Linked DNA regions of Zea mays: region 2 is linked to region 1. A link is a contact called in public Hi-C data. All regions are on one chromosome and are shown on one strand. Each heading gives the region's core, a stretch centred on a gene start, on an enhancer-like site or on the middle of the called end of the contact. The rest is flanking DNA. Distances are from core to core; before and after follow the strand shown.

What was found. Hi-C and Micro-C count contacts between places; a contact is called where the count stands out from the background.
Region 2: a Hi-C map of bundle sheath shows a contact between it and region 1, with 2.6 times the contacts expected there. The contact joins the promoter of LOC100281920 here to the promoter of LOC103649762 in region 1. A contact is called at or near these places in 2 of 25 Hi-C or Micro-C datasets (bundle sheath and leaf).

What each region holds. Positions count from the first base shown.
Region 1 is chr3:16,586,307-16,592,420 of Zm-B73-REFERENCE-NAM-5.0, reverse strand. LOC103649762 (receptor kinase-like protein Xa21) reads left to right here and starts at 3,280. Exons shown (of 2, transcript XM_008675483.4): 1 at 3,280-6,114. The coding sequence starts at 4,119. LOC109944798 (a long non-coding RNA gene) reads right to left here and starts at 1,672. Exons shown (of 3, transcript XR_002267948.2): 1 at 243-1,672.
Region 2 is chr3:17,088,379-17,093,867 of Zm-B73-REFERENCE-NAM-5.0, reverse strand. LOC100281920 reads left to right here and starts at 1,598. Exons shown (of 2, transcript NM_001154839.2): 1 at 1,598-1,856.

The DNA of each region.
Region 1 (6,114 bases), core at 2,031-4,530:
TTAGTGGTTCTTTAGATCTACACAGGTTTTCAGGGGATGCTCTACCAGAGAGAATATGGGAGATAGCCGATACAACGATGTGGATTCACACAGGTGCATTTGACAGCACCACAAGATATAGAATTGAAAAGTGCTTGGCTTCAGTATTTGCTCTTGGAATATCATGCTCAAAGAAACAGCCTAGGGAAAGAACACTCATACATGATGCAGCCACTGAAATGAATGCTATCAGAGATTCGTACCTCCATATTAGCAGATCGCCTATGGTGGAATGTGGAGTGGACAACTCTGCAGTAATTTGCAACGATAATTAAGTAGTAAAACTGAAAATGGGCCATAAGACTCCATATGGTCCTTGGTATACATAACCGGATATGTATATGATGCTGCATCTCTATCATTTTCTGTCTAAATAAACAACCTGCATTTATTGACACCAGATAAGGTCCAGAGTGTCCTCAACGTCAATGTGCCTCCTTTTCTTGAGGATTGTCATTGAGATGTATTAGTCAATATCCTCTCCTTCCATTGTCAACAACTCATATTTCTGTAAATAGGTGCATGCAAGTCTAAAGGATGTTTTGTAAATATGTCAAACAGATCAACAATGGAGAGTCTCACTGGTTGTCAGTATGTTTTTTTATGAATAATTGGTAATAAGATGTGAGTCCAAATCCTGCCATATGAAAGCTGAAAAGTTTCAAACACCCACCCCAGTCCAAATCCCACAAGCTAGTTATAAATGTAGCAAACATTCAGAATAACAAAGAATGAGTGGTACTGATGTGATTCTTGAACAATCAACACCATAGGTGATTGTCCGCATACCTTCCTTGAAACTATGTTTGTCTAAAAAAGGAAGATAAAGTTTAACATCAGAAGAAATTTAAGTATTTAACCATGGCAAACTTAGTTGAATTAGGTTTCTACAACACCCTCTTGCCAGGCTCATACATTCTTCTATTGGAAATCCCTCAAAGTTTGCTAAAAATTGTTGTATGCCTGCATTCAATAGCAATCTTAAAGGACCAGTTTTAACTTAACTAGGCAAGCTGAAGAACCTGTATGACCTTGATATGTGACGAACCGTCTGAACAACTCAACTCCCATAGAGATTTTCAAACTACCACTTCAATTCCGAATTTTGTCATCCAATATTTCACATAACAAAGAAAAAAACTAACCAGCAGAGAACAATCACAATAAGAACGATCTAGATCAGAAGTGACAAGTAATAAGCATTCCTTTCGAAAAGAAGCGATTAAGAAGTAACCACTACTACAGATCCATTTAGGGACACCACCTCATTAGCGTCATCATGATCCACATTGCAACCCCAAGTCCAAACTGATTACATCCATATAATCCATTCCAACTCATTACTGGTATTAGTGTATTACCACGGCAGCACGGCTACCAGTAGGGAATAGCAGGTAATGAGATGAACTGAGGCACGACTACCAATACCACTGCTACTATTTCCAGTCCTAGAGGCTAACCTAAGATGAGGTGAACTTGGTGAAGGCCAGGTGGCTTGGTGGTGCCCGAGGAGACAACCGGTGTGCTTGGTGATGTCCGCCGAGAGGGCGAGGCCAAGACGGCCTGGATCTCGCTGGATTTGGTGGGCTTCCTGCTGTGGGACCAACTTGGCGACCTCCGTCACTTGCTTCCCGAAGTCTTTGACGTAGGAGACGTAAAACTGGAAACGCGTGTTTGCTTTGTGCGCTATTGGGCCCAGGCACAGGAGCTAGTTTGCTCGGCCGTCGGCCCATTGCAATGACGACGTCAGTCAGAGAGCTCCTCCGGGTTGCATTCAGAAACCAACGTGCTCGCCGGCTCGGTGCTGCTGACTTACCGAGTTCTGTGGCATCTACGAGAAGAAAGCGCCACATGGTTCCTTTCTTTCTTCCACGGAATTTCCACATGCCGACGATTCTTTGGTTATTGCTTTGGACGGTGAAAATATTGAACGGCTAACCAATGGCTGCAGTTCTAGGTGGAGAAAGAATGGACAAAGCATTGACTTTTCGTTTGTTGTGTGAACATGGTATGCTCAAAACCTCAAACAGCCTTGGACTGTTTGTTAACTACAGCCAGCTGATCTACAACCGCAGCTGCTGCTGCTACAATTTATAAAGATAAAACACTGTAGAGGTCATAACTATAGCCGGATTAAAATCACAGCGACAATATAACAAAAAGATTCGTATGTACAAATCTATGAGCATAACTTAGTTGCAGGGCCGGCCCTGAGGGGAGCAGGGTGGGTGGCCGCTCTAGGACCTCAAGCTATGGGCCCCTAAATATGTACCAAGTATATAATATATACTATGTATTTTTAGAGCTGGTATTAGTTTACTTACCATTTGATAGTTTCATTAGCTATTTATTAATTGCAGCTTGTTGGAAATCTAATAAACGAATAGACGAGCCTGTTGTAATCTTAGAAAAAACAAATCGTCGTAAACTACTAATGTGACGCGACAACGCGCTAAGTGTGCGTTCGCTAGCTGCTTGTAGTCATAGTGTAGTGTACTAGTCCTTGTATATATGATCTATGTCGATTAGAATCACCATTAGAACACACTTTCCCTTTTGATCACTCGAACAACATACCCATACAGCTATCGGCTACGGTTCATCATCGAGGCTAACAAATTTAAATTGGATGTACGATTACCATTCTACCTCTCTACCTCGAGCAATTGACAATATGACAATAGAGAATTTGGAATGTCTCAAAATTGACTCAGTGTGCTTTAACACCTCATAAGAGAAAAAAAATTAATAAATTGAATTTTGAAAAAATAACAACAATTTAATTATTATTTCAAATATATATATCACGGTTAAAATATGTCACATTTGTTAAAAAATAATGGTAAATTCAATTTATTTTTATCAATTTTGATATTAATTTTAAAGTCAAAGTTAAAATATTGTTTTTAAAAGTTTACGATCAAATTTATATCAGAAATATCCAAACTTTAATATAAAAGTGTGGCTAAATTTGCAAACAGTTAATAAAAGAAGGGACAATGGTACAATTGTATGAATGTGTTTTTATTAATACTGTTAAATACTGATAGTGATAATGGAAAATGGTCAAATTGTCCGTTCATTTCAATAAGAAGGGATATATGTGTAAACTTGAAAAAACAGAAGTAAAAAATAGACTCGCATCCCGAGTAGGGAAATCCATGCAACGCACCATAAAGTCTCTTGTTCAGTTGCATCTCAATTAAAATAGATTTAATCCTTCTCAATCTACTTTGATAAAGACGCAACCAAACAAAGCCTAAATTAATCCATGTGCGTCCTATGTTTCATGTTGGCGCAATGCCCTATTTAGTTCTAAAGGACTAAAAATTAGTCCCTCTATTTTAGTCTCATTTAATATCTAAATTGTGAAATAGTGGGACTAAAACAAAGACTAAACTACTTTAGTACCTAGTCTCTAAAGTCTGACGAAAAAGAACTAAACCATGTTAATTTCACCTTTTGTCCCTTATTTGTTTCAGTTGCACTAATGATAGGAAATTTATAAGAGACATTTTAGTCTTGTTATAAACCATTTAATGTATTCTAAATACTTTTAGTCACCAGAACCAAACAAGATTAGATCTAAACTTTAGTCCATAGACTAAACTTTATTCCATGAACTAAAGGAACCAAACAGAGGCTGGGATTCTATTTGGATGTTATCAACTACTAAATTATATATATTTTAGTATATTTAGATTAAATAAACAAATATTTTTTAGATTAACTAAACTTTGGTATGTCTAGAACCTCAGGTATGAATGTTGCAAGCATTAACACACGGCGTTAATTCAGCATTTCGTTGAATTCAAACCAAGAGCGAAGGTGCCGTACGTAAGCGGAAGCATATCATGCATCCGGTCACTGTCGTGTAAGACCAGACCGTCAATGGCTCATCTGCAGCTACGTGCTTGGACGTAAGTGCAAATGATCCGGCGGCAAGCAAGCATGCACGTCACGGAGGAACATGAATAAGTATCTCAGCTTAGCCTCACTTGCCAGAAGCCAGAAGGTCAATCAATCATCACTCACCCGTTGTTTTGTTCCCCGCACTGCCCGCTGCAGAGGCCACAGGCATGGCGCCGCGCTCGGTGAGCCTGCTGCTTCTGCTGACGCTCGTGGTGGCCGCCGACGACGAGGCCGCGCTGATTGCCTTTAAAGCCGCGGCGATCTTTGGCGGCGACACGCTTGCGTCGTGGAACAGTAGCGGTGCCGGCGGATTCTGCGGCTGGGTGGGGGTGACGTGCGGGGGCGGGGCCAAGCACCGCCGAGTGGTGGCACTGAGCCTGCCCTTGCACGGGCTGAGCGGATCACTCTCGCCTGCCGTCGGGAACCTGTCGTTTCTCAGGACTCTCAACCTCAGCTCCAACGCACTCAGCGGGGGCATCCCCGACAGCCTCGGTCGCCTCCGCCTGCTCCGAGAACTCGACCTGAGCTCCAACGCCTTCTCAGGCGAGGTCCCCGCCAACCTGAGCTCCTGCACCAGCCTAGTCCTCATGCGCCTCCGCTTCAACCAGCTCACCGGGAGCGTGCCCTACGAGTTGGGTGAGAAACTGATGAATCTCGTGGTGCTCAGTGTTTGGAACAACAGCCTCACCGGCACCATCCCAGCGTCATTAGCCAACCTGTCGTCGCTTAGCATCCTGTCACTTGGGTTCAACCAGCTCCACGGCACCATCCCGCCTGGCATCGGCGCCATCCAGGCCCTCCAGCACCTCGACCTCAATGACAACCACCTCTCTGGCGAACCCCCACATTCCTTGTACAACCTAACCTCGTTGGAAAGGTTCCAGCTCAGTGATAACATGCTCCATGGCAGAATTCCTGATGCCATAGGCATCAGGTTTCACAGCATGCAGATGCTTGAGTTTTATGCTAACCAGTTCACCGGGTCCATCCCTGTTTCACTCTTCAACCTCACCACACTGCAGATGCTTGACCTCTCAGAAAATAGGCTCGGTGGATATGTGTCTGGTGCAGTTGGAAGATTGGTAGCTCTGCAAAGCCTATTACTGTACGGGAACCTGCTGCAGGCGGACGACAAGGAGGGCTGGGAATTCATCACGTCCCTGTCAAACTGCACCCAGCTCGTGGAATTTGAAATCGGCCTCAACGCCGGTTTGACTGGGCAGCTGCCAAGTTCAATAGCGAATCTATCTAGCCTACAGACGCTCCGCTTTGATGGATCTGGGATCTCAGGAAGCATACCATCGGCCATCGGCAATCTGCTCAACCTACAAGTCCTCGGTATGTCAAGTACTTTCATATCAGGGGTTATTCCAGAGAGCATTGGCAGGCTGGGAAACTTGACTGAGATGGATTTGTTCAGCACTGACTTGTCAGGCATCATTCCTTTATCTATTGGAAATCTCAAAGGGTTAAATGTCTTTGATGCACATCATTGCAACTTGGGGGGGCCAATTCCAGCAAGCATAGGCAACATGTCGAATCTGTTGACACTTGATTTATCAAAGAACTCCCTCGATGGTTCAATTTCCAATGAGATTTTCAAACTGTCATCCCTTCTCTATTTAAACTTATCATACAATTCGCTATCGGGACATCTTCCTTCTGAGATGAGTAGTTTGGGGAACCTGAACCAACTAGTTCTGTCTGGGAACCGATTGTCTGGCGAGATACCTGAGAGTATTGGGGAATGCACTGTGCTGCAATACCTTATATTGGATAATAACTCAATCGATGGAAGCATACCTCAAACTCTGAGTAACATAAAAGGTCTAAATGCACTCAATTTGTCCATGAATAAACTAACTGGTGTTATCCCAAGTAACATTGGAACTATCCAAGATCTTCAGGTGTTGTATCTGGCACACAACAACTTGTCAGGGCCAATTCCTTCGCTCCTACAGAATTTGACAGCATTATCAGAATTGGATCTGTCATTCAACAATCTGCAAGGGGAAGTGCCAAAGGAGGGTATCTTCCGATATTCGACTAACTTTTCAATCATTGGGAACAGTGAGCTTTGTGGTGGATTACCTCAACTTCATTTAGCTCCATGCCAGACAGATCCCATGAAAAAGAACAGAAAAGGGCAGTTGAAGCATCTTA
Region 2 (5,489 bases), core at 349-2,848, 500 kb before region 1:
TAGGCACAAAGAGTTCATTAATACAACCATCAACAAATATGGTCTCAATTATTGGTTAATCTGTTTATTCCAAACACAAGTCTTTCAAACCTACAAACATTTTACTACAGTATTTAAATATAAAATATGTGTATAGTAAAAGCTATATACACATATTAGTTAGAATAAACTATAATTTATAACGAAAGGTGTAGATGACATGAGAGAAATAAAATAAATAATCAGAGCAGAACTCATTGCTTTTTAAAAGAAAATGGTAAAAATACAATTTCGGTCCTTAAAGTTGTCGAGATGTGTCATCCCGATCCATAACTTTTGAAGTATGCCTCTTAAAGGTTCAATTGTTGTTCGGGTCTCATTTACGTCCTAACGGATCGAAATAGACCTGTTATGACCGAAATAAACCCTTCTTTGTTAAGCCGACACGTGGGAGGGGAAGCTGACGGCGTGGGGCTTATGGTGCCCATCGACGGTAGCAAGCTCCCCCCCGGCCCACACCTCATGACCCTCGCGCACCTTGAGCTCCTAGCTGACGCGACCATCCATCGTCGCGCACGAGAAGCGCTTCCGCGTGGTGGTGTATCCACTGACCCTGCGCCTCCACTAGCTAGCGATGGGCATGGCCGTGGTGGTCACCGACGCTAAGGGGCGGGGACGGAGTAGGAGACCACCACCAGCAAGACAACAGAGAAGAATGTGATCCCCTTCGCGCGACGTTGGAGCTGTCGGACTTGCCGACACTATACGTACTTGTCTTACCGCCTGAGCACATTGCAGATTGCCTCCAGCATCCGCTCATCATGAGATCCTCCCCCCACCGCTGGCGATGGTGGAGAAGCAACAATTAAGGTGGAAGAAGCGGAGGTAGTAGTTGTGCGGCATGAAGCTGGGCCGCGTCGCCACGGGGCTCCATGTCTGCACCTCCACCGAGTCCTAGCTCGTCGTGCCGTGCTGGGTCATGGCACACGCTAGTAGTAGCTCCTCCAACGTTCCCCATATCTCCTCTCCCTTGTCGGTTGACGGCATAGCTTTCGACTCTGGTGACATGTCAGTGCCTCCGACCCGTCCGCCATCAGGCGTTCTAGTCTGCGAGGCAGCGGAGGGGTCGTGGACTAGAGCTAGCGGGAAGGACAGAGGGTGGTTAGGTGAACTCGTGTTAAGGAAGCAGGGAGGCAGTAAAGGCGGCCGGGTGACGAGCTTAGCTAAGACTATCTCCAGCAGCCCCATATTCAACTCTACTCTGCAAATAATATAATCTACAATGTAAAATAGTGTTTTAGCTGACCATATGAGTGAACTGCTGGAAATAATGCAGAAATGGTAGCCTAGCGACTAGGGCGTGCCACGGTGGCATAATAGGGAGGTAGAAGGGTGTATCGGGTGCAACAGATCACAAAGATTGACATATGGACGTAGCTACAACAACCTATTAAGACATCTGAAGTTCGATTGAGCTTTTAAGAGATAATATATTTTAAATTTTATGGACCGACAAGTCTAAGGTCCGGAATTGTATTTTACTAAAAAAATCAGGAATACGTGTGCCGCTGCCGCTGCCTGTTGCGTACTTGCGTTCTCGACTCTAAGCTTATCCTTTGTTCCGTACTGCTCGTCTGCTCCCCGTTCACCCCTCTCCCTCTCTCTCTCTCTCTCTCTCCACTTTCCTTTCCTGGCAGCGACGAGTGACGACAGTGGCAGGCGGGCGGGCGGGCGAGCGTCGACGGCGTTCTCTAGGTCTTCGTTGTCCCCTTCACCGGCGGCTGCCAACGCCCTTTGCCAGGTCTTCGTTGTCACCTTCGCCGGCGACTGTCACGGCCCCTTCGCCAGCTCTTCGTCTGCCCCTTCCCCGGTACCGGGTATGCTCGCCCGTTCTCTTTCCTCCATCCTGTTCAAAAGGACAACCCAAATTTAAGGTACCTGTATAGCTATTTGGGATCTGACCCAATTACGGACAGGTTTGGTGTGAAATTTGCACACATTAATTGAGGTAGGTATCTGAGCCCCCCCCCCCCCCCCCCCCCCCCCCCCCCCCCCCCCCCCCCCCCCCCCCCCCCCCCCCCCCCCCCCCCCCCCCCCCCGCGGGAAAAAAATCTTATTTTTCCGTGTGTTTTTATTCTTTGACGTCAGTCCATTTCATATACCCTTTGACCTCTTCTCACCGTAGGTGACAACCGAGTAACTGACATAGGTTCATTCCTTAAATTACATTTGTCTAACTCCAAGGATATGCGGAACTGGAAATCCAAATACACGTTTGGTTTACGCATTTAGCCGAAAGAAGAGACCTAAGTGTTACCATGTCCAATCGGGTATCCGGTATCCAAATACACGTTTGAAAAGATGGTCATCTATATTAGGTATTCTACCACATCGTATCTAGAATGAGTATCGATTATAGGTTACCTGATGGAGATGCTACAATGTTATTTAGATATATATAATGGGTTTAGGTGCCCTGATAGGTACTCAGCTGGAGTCAACCTTACATCTTCTGGAATGAGCACCTACTCGAAACAATGATTTCACTTTTCACATGGGTTGATAACTTGTAATCATCCCTTTTTTCAAGTCATGCAATACTATACGCAATGTTTTAATAGTGGGCTGAGCTTCTTAGCAGCTATCATCTGCAACATATAAGGGTGCGTTTGGTTCGGTTGTGAAAAAGTTGTTGTAAGCTGTCTATTGTGAAAAATCTACTTTGAGTTGCCCGCTATGCAAAACTGAAAATCCTTTGGTTGAAACTGTTGTGAAACCGTAGATTTCACGTGATTTGTCTACAATGCCCTTGAGAGGGCTACATAGATTGTTTATACTCAAACTGGTTGTAGTACAATGTTTTTTAGAATTGACATAATTTTTCACTATTACAACATTCAATTAATATTTCATAAATATAGATGAGTAGGAAACATTCAATATTTATGCAACAAAATAACTGAAAAATATATTAACAAGCTATAGAATGCCTGATGTTTATAGTTCGATGATGGATCATGCATGTCTTCAATTCAGGCACTCTTTCTTGTTACTTTTACCTTTTCTAGGAGGCTAGAAGAACAACTAAGTCACATTTGCACAAGGACCATTACAATCTTATCAACACAGGCGTATCAGGCCATTTCCATTTGTACCAGCAAAGAACCACTTATTCAAATGCACACACAAAAATCGAATCAAATGAGTAACAAGTTGCAAAAGGAGGCAAGGCATCGCCATCAGCAATGCGCCTTTAGTTAAGCGCGCGTCAGAATCATCCAGGTGGTGAAGAACTTGTAGAGCACGGCGTTGCCTATCAGCCTTGCCGCATCCTTGAGCTCGTCGAGGCTGCACCTAGCATCTTCCACGAGCTATCGCGTCGCTGACCACCACCCTTCCCGACACGGGGACTCGACAAATTGCCACCGGAAGAAGTCCTTGACTGCCATGGCTGTCACCATGATGGAGCTTAGCGCCAGCAACACGTCGTGGGTGTGGTAGATGACCGCCTCTTGGAGGCCCATCCATTGCTTCCACAACATGACGTGGTGGGGCGGAGGCCGAGGCTCGTAGCGCAGTTAACGAAAATATGTCCGGCGCTGTACATGGCGATGGCTTACAAGTTACAACTGCTAGGCGGCGAGGGAATTGCTCGTGAGCGGGTTGGCGATGGTGAGCGTGCACGTGGTAGAGGACGAGTTTTCCGAATACAACCACGGGCACGGGCACGACGACCCTTGATGCGGTGTGGTAGCGGTTCCAGTTGTGGTTGGGGTTGGTGACGTTGAAGGCGATGGGTGGACAGGGGTCAGAGTCGACTAGAAGGTAGGGAACCGTTGTAGGGAGGAAGAAAAGAAAAAAAATAACGTTTCACTCTTCACAACCAACTAGTATGGTGCCCATGCGTTGCAACGGAACACAAACTATTTGTTAAATGCTTATTACCTACGCATATCTATGTTCTTGAAGCGACGTGGTATACTGGTTACCTCATTTAAATCGTTGAATTTCCAGGGCATAAGAACCTACAAAATATCAGTCATTAGGATTGCAAAGAAGTGCCCTTTATAAATATCAGTCATAAGAACCTGCGTCTCCCGCCCGAGGGTGGCCTCGGGCGAGCCGTTATTGCGTCTCCCACTCGAGGTTGGCCTCGGGCGAGGCGTGACTGTGTCTCCCGCCCAAGGGTGGCCTCGGACGAGCCGTGACTGCGTCTATCGCCCGAGGTTGGCCTCGGGCAAGGCGTGACTGCGTCTTTTGCCCGAGGTTGGCCTTGGGCGAGGCGTGACTACGTGAGGTTGGCCTTGGGTGAGGTGTGACTGCGTCTCCCGCCTGAGGGTGGCCTCAGGTGAGCCATGACTGCGTCTCCCGCCCGAGGGTGGCCTCGGGCGAGCCGTGACTGTTTCTCCTGCATGAGGTTGGCCTCGGGCGAGCCGTGACTGCGCCTCCCGGCCGGGGTTGGCCTCGGGTGAGGCGTGACTACGTCTCCGTCCGAGGTGATTGCTTCTCCCGCCAGAGGTTGGCCTCGGGCGAGGCGTGACAGCGTCTCCCACCCGAGGCCACCCTCGGGCAAGCCGTGACTACGTTTCCCGCCCGGGGATGGCCTCGGGCGAGGCGTGACTACCTGTCCTTCCCGAGGATGGCCTCGGGCGTGTCGTGACTGTGTCTCCCGCCTGGGGTTGGTCTCGGGCGAGTGAGCGAGTCGTGACTGCGTCTCCCGCCCGAGGATGGCCACGGGCGAGTCGTGACTGCGTCTCCTGCCCGAGGATGGCCTGAGCGAGTCGTGACTGCCTCTCTCGCCCGAGGTTGGCCTCGAGCGAGTCGTGACTGCGTCTCCCGCCCGGGGATGGCCTCAGGCAAGTCGTGACTGCCTGTCCCGCCCGAGGCCTCGGGCGAGTCGTGACTGCCTCTCTCGCATGAAGTTGGCCTCGAGCAAGTCGTGACTGCGTCTCCCACCCGAGGATGGCCTTGGGCGAGTCGTGACTGCTTGTCCCACCCGTGGATGGTATCGGGCGAGTCGTGACTTCGTCTCCTGCCCGGGCTTGGCCTCGGGAGTCGTGATTGCGTCTCCCGCCCGAGGTTAGCCTCGGGCGAGTCGTGACTGTCTGTCCTGCTCGAGGATGGCCTCAAGCGAGTCATGACTGCGTCTCCCGTCTGAGGTTGGCCTCAGGCGAGTCGTGACTACGTCTCCCGCCCGGGGATGGCCTCGGGTGAGTCGTGACTGCGTCTCCCGCCCGGGTTTGGCCTCGGGCGAGTCGTGACTGCCGCTCCCGCTCGAGGTTGGTCGGGCGAGTCGCAGCATCGTAGTCGCCGTCCTCAACTGGCGGCATGCGAGTAGCAAGGCCAAGCGGATGCACAGGGGGAGAGGAAGCGAGTGGGGGTGCGGTCGAGGGCGGGTGCAGGGAGGTTGAAGTGGAGGAGGCCGAGCTCGACCTCGCAAAGGAACCCAGGGCAACGGGAGCGTGGAGGAGTGACAAATCCGAGAGTTTTGCGTGACGAGGATGGGGGCG